Linked DNA regions of Cyprinus carpio: region 1 is linked to region 2. Evidence: chromatin contacts called from public Hi-C data. All regions are on one chromosome and are shown on one strand. Each heading gives the region's core, a stretch centred on a gene start, on an enhancer-like site or on the middle of the called end of the contact. The rest is flanking DNA. Distances are from core to core; before and after follow the strand shown.

Region 1 (2,700 bases), core at 125-2,624, 120 kb after region 2:
GCACAATCTGTCATAGTGAATTTCCTCCAGACTGCTTTATTCCAGTTTGAGCGGTCAGGAGTAAAAGTGCTGTTGTTGCTCCATCTAGTGGCTGCAACCCTACTTTGTTAATAAAATATTTTAAATATAAAATAAAATACAAATAAAATAATAATAATTTGTACTTAAAAAATAAAATGCAAAATAAATAAATCATTTAATAAAGAACTAATTAAATACAAAAAAAGTACAAATAAATTGCAAAAAATAAAAAAATGAAAATACAAATACAATGCTAATATGAATAAAATACAAACAAATTATAAAATACAAAAAAATTAAGTACAATATGAAAATACTAATAAAAATTGAAAGTAAAATAAAACAAACTGATTAAAAATAAAGATGCTTCACAATGCCATAGAAGAACCTTTTTGTCTAAATGGTTGCGTAAAGAACCTTTAACATCTGAAGAACCTTTCTGTTTCACAAAAGGTTCTTTGTGGTGAAAGAAGGTTCTTCATATTATAAAAAAGGTAAGAAAGAGATGGTTCCTTAAAGAACCTTTGACTGAATGGTTCTTTGTGGAACCAAAAATGGTTTTTCTAATCTATGGCATCACTGTATCTTAAGAACCTTTTAAGCACATTTATTTTTAAGAGTGCACAGATAAAATACAAAAATAGAGTATAAATAATACAAATAAAAAAAGTGAAAATCTTAATAATAATATAATATTGCTTTCAGTGATTTAGATTGAAATTAACTTTAATTTTGATAAGTGTTTGTTTGTCATGAAGTTGACACAAAATTTGACATTATATGCAGATTGGTGAAGCTCAGCAACTTTTAGATTCAGCTTTAAGACGCCTGTACTTTCAGAAAGAAAGAAAGAGAAAAAGGAAAGGATGCCAGCACGTAACACATAATTAACTGCAAAGCATGCATGCATGAAACATCTGAGGTATTCACACCTCTGAAAAAATCCCTCATGTGATCATAGCGACATTTATCTCGTGGCCTACGTGTCTTTCATCTGTGAGTGGGGTTTGGGAATATCTTGTTCCTCCTGAGTCACTTTAATAACAAACCGTGCTGAGCTCAATGGAAATGTACAGGAAAGACCCAGTGAACCTGTTTGTTATGAAGTTGATCAGCGCAAACTGCATTTTAAAGCCACAAATGGTGCAAATTCTTCATTTGGTTTTGTTATGAATAACTGGAATATTTGTTTGGGGTGACTATTATTTATTAACTTGAGTTGTTTTTAGTGGTCAGTTTATACATTTTTTTCTACTGCAAACCAGTATAAAATACCATGTGTGAATGCTTAGATCATCTGCAAACAGCTAAACACTGTATGCAATCTAAATACATGAAACAGAAGGACCGCACATAAATGTGCATTTTATGACATTTTTAACTATAGATAAGTTTAAAAACACATTTGAGAAGTTTAGATGCCCTTTGAATGACCTTAGATGGTAATACAGTATAATTTTTCTTCTCTTTCAGTCACCAAACCAGCATAAACCAGCATACATTTTTTCCATCAGCAGTGTAAACTTATATAATAAAACACATATTCATTGAGTTCACTAAGTATTTTAGCCCTATTCAGTCTTATATCTTATGTGTGAATAAATAAGTATATAATTCTTAGCTTCCTCCTTATAGGGATTTTAGTGCTCTTAAGAATAGTTACATAAATGTTGAACAGAGGTATTAAGAACAGTAAAACATGAATGTGTGCTCTTTCAGTACAGATGAGCAGCTCGAGCTGGACGTGAGGTCAGCAGCTAGACACCGAAAGGTCAGAGTCATAGTAGACTGGATCATATGACTACAGCAACACACACACAACATCTCTATTACACACTCACATATAAACAGAGATCATGCATTTGCCCACAACTAAAACAAGCACAGGCAAAGACCAGCACACTGGCAAATTCAATAAACACTGTCGTATTTCATCTCAAAATTATGCGTCTGTCTCACTAAATACCCATAATCCAGTTCAACGAGGCGTAAAAAAATCGTGCCATTCTTTTGAGCCCAAGCACCCCATGTTTCTATGTAAATTAGGCTCATTATAGATTGCACCGTATTCACATATGGACTACTTTTATGATACTTTATGATGTTTTTATGGCATTTTAAAGCTTGAGTCTCCATTTGTTGTAATTGCATGGAGAAGAAAACTCATTTTGTGTTTCACCAGACATGACTGTGAGTAAATGAGGGGAATTTTCACTTGTGCATAAACAGTTTTTAAGGCTTTTAGGTATGAATAACTTAGAGTTATGTTCACAGATCAGAAGGTCGAGAAACCCTGTCCTTTTTCCAGCCCTCGTATCTCTCCCTTTCTCTTTTGGGAACAGAGACATGATGGGATTGGCAGTAAATGTCACGTCAGTCACACACATCCCCAAAGAGACATGAAATGCAGCTGTGTCCTCAGTGCATTCAATGTGCCTTTGTATGAACCCAGTAAAACATTACATAAAGGTACAGTACCAGTCAAAGGTTTGGACTGAATATTGTTCCTTGTGACACTTTTTAATACTAAGGCTCATGAAGAAATTATTTTGTATACATTCATAATTAAACTTATTTGTTTGCTAAAAAGGTCACACTTTATTTTAAGTTCCAGTTATTGCTCAGTTTATTATTAAATTAAAAGACTCCTGTTTTAAATGGGATTTTTAATGGGAACAC
Region 2 (2,844 bases), core at 203-2,702:
TTTAAATATTTTAAATATTTTGCACCACTGGTGCAATTCCCCTCTGAATTATGTTAACAAGGGCTTATAGGCATGTGCAGGACACGTGTGCAGCCAGCTGGTCAAAGTGTCAGCATTGCCCTGAGTCCACCTGTTGGACTGATAACCCCATGTGCAACAAAACAGCACAATGCTGCACACGTTGCACTTCTTTCATTCAGCAGTAAGTCTCACGGACTTTTTCCTGGACTGCGCCCAGCTGGTGGGAATCACCTCCCCGATCTCAATTCGAACATCTGAGTCTTTACTCATTTTTAAAAAAACATCTAAAGACTCATCTTTTTTGCCTGCACTTAACCAACTAATACTAGTATTTTTCTTTTTCATTCTTGTCTATCATATTCAAAAAAAAAAAAAAAAAAAAAAAAAAAACCCTGGCTACGTGTTCTGTACTAGACTAACTGAGACTTGTCATAGCACTTGTATACCGTTGTTGTTCTCTCGTTGATCTGATTGTTTCTACTGTTCTCATTTGTAAGTCGCTTGGGATAAAAGCGTCTGCTAAATGATTAAATGCAAATGTTAAAGATGTTGCACTTCTTTCATCCAGCAGTATTCATTTTCTTCATGATTTTTATCATGATTTTACCATAGACTTTGATCACATGCACTACAGAAATGTTATACAAGGGTGTTTCTTCAACTATGTGCACTTTTGGTCCTGTGCACATAGAAAAAATAGTTTTTTTACAACAGCAGAGTAAAGGCCTGCTCAAAATTTAGTGTAATCTCAAAATGCTTCTTAAAAGCCAGACTAAATTAATGCTCTTACCCACCTCAGCCACTTGCATCAGAGTAGTATACACTTGTAATTGCTGTGTAAATGCATTTATACCATCTTTGAACAGCAGTAAACAGTCTGTGTAAAGACACCTAAAAGCCATTTCAGAAGCGCTTCTGTGCCACCTTTGCAGTTTAAATTTAGGAAAAATTAATCCCCAAGATAAAATCGACGGATTATTTCTGATTTGTCTGATAAAGACGTACAATAATTGATATATATGCATTACAGATGATGTTTCATTCATGTCTGAAACGTAACAACTATAAATTAAGGACATTTTTTAATTATTACAAAGAAATTATGATGATAGGTTTCAAGTTCCAAGACAGTGTCAATGTTATCTTTATAGACATTTTAAGTTAAAATGTGTTGGTTTTAATAAACAAAAAAATACGTTATATGAAAGTAAATAATAATAGTAATACTGACGATAACACTGTGATCTGTGTGTAAACGTGCACTCATGGAACCCGCATGAGGACGTGACAGCAAAAACCAATACAAACCTGGAGGAAGTCCGTCATATGTGATGACGTCGGCCCATCGTGAAATGTGATTGGTCCTACTGTATCCAGGTCCACGTGAGGTAACGCCTTTTTAAGTACGTCATCATCGGTCGTATAAAAGCGCTTCGCGTTGACGGATCCCTAGTTTGAGAGGGAAAATGTATCGCTCGCGCTCAAAGTCTAACACCGGAATCGCTTTTAATACTTTCCTTTTCACTGTGCCACTGGAATATACTCAACTTAAAAGACATTATAGTAAAAACTGGTCGTGTATTGGTTGATTTTAGGCGCGGAACTACTAATTTAAGCAAAATGCCACGGACCAAGAAAAGGAGCGGCAGAGGTAAGTAGGATGGCGGGTCTGGAAATTACCGGTTGTTTTTTTGCGGCCTGATGCGCGATTTGTATTCTGGGATTTGTAGTTCTTTACACGCCGACCGTATAATGAAATTGGAAGAAGAGAACTACAACTCCCATTACTACATGACTCGCTTTGGTTGACAGCCAGGAGTGTCTTTCTTTTGACAAACAAAAGAATAAAACACCGTGTTAGTCATGGAAAGTAGAAAATGTACGTTGACTTTTCTAAATGTGGTGTTTGTTTTCAAGGGCATGTTATTTAGGTTTAAATATTACGGTCTATATAAACCGTTGGTAAGATTAATTAAACTGGTCAAATGACGAAAAGATTAACATTTAGAACAAACTAATAAGATTGTCATATAGCTTAGTATACTATGATTAATAACAAAACAACAATCAGCTTGGATCATTTAGATCGAAATTTGATGATTTAAGATTAATAAATGAATTATTGTATATTATATGAGATCGACTTTATGTGAAATGTCAAATAGGCAGAAGCTGCTATAATATTTTTTGTGTAAATTTTCAGCTGTCAGTATGTGTTTAAGGTTATTTCAGGCCATGCAGTCACACTAACCTGCTTCTATAACACAGGCCTGTTTGGGACCAAATCGAGCATAGGAAGAAGGAACCAGGAACACAAAGTTCAGATTTTTTAGCTGTAGACGTGTATAAATCAGTCTGTAGTGTGTTATTAAATGTTCTCAGGCCATCTGCTCGCTGGATTTGCACAGGCCTTTGAGAAGGAAAAGAGACTGCGTGTGCTGGCAGCCTGCTGTAGTCCTTCACACATCCCACATGTTGGTTTATCTGCATCTCTGCTGTACTGTTCTATATCTAGATGTATTTACTTTTGTCTGAGAAATCCCACAAAGTGGCTGTTTTGTTTGCTTAAGCTGTAAAGAAGAAGTTACTGCATCTTCTGACCTTGCCGGACAGTACGAGACACTTTGTACCTTTTGCAGTTTTTTGGGCTGATGAAACATGGCTGAATCTAATCCACACACTCATACAGACTTAATGATTCTATAAGCTCAAAGTTATGGACACCCATGTCTAATGACCGTCTGAAATTAGTTGGGAAATACAGTTCTCCGTATGTGTCATTACAGGGTTGGTCACCGTTTAAGGGTTCATAAAATGAGATCA

The links. A called contact is a pair of places that touch in the nucleus more often than the background predicts.
Region 1: a Hi-C map of skeletal muscle shows a contact between it and region 2, with 3 times the contacts expected there. The contact joins the enhancer-like site here to the promoter of LOC109065455 in region 2. A contact is called at or near these places in 6 of 8 Hi-C or Micro-C datasets (liver and skeletal muscle).

What each region holds. Positions count from the first base shown.
Region 1 is chrB4:5,496,612-5,499,311 of ASM1834038v1, forward strand. It overlaps LOC109075084, which reads right to left. Exons shown (of 4, transcript XM_019091052.2): 4 at 2,671-2,700. Among protein-coding and RNA genes, the nearest start is that of LOC109075084, 6.5 kb to the right of the region's middle. Within about 2 kb of position 1,375, at least 1 of the 8 cell types and tissues checked has an H3K27ac peak or open chromatin away from gene starts, as enhancers often do. A contact at or near this core is called in skeletal muscle, where this site is marked.
Region 2 is chrB4:5,374,396-5,377,239 of ASM1834038v1, forward strand. LOC109065455 (interferon-related developmental regulator 1) reads left to right here and starts at 1,453. Exons shown (of 12, transcript XM_042722701.1): 1 at 1,453-1,672. The coding sequence starts at 1,642.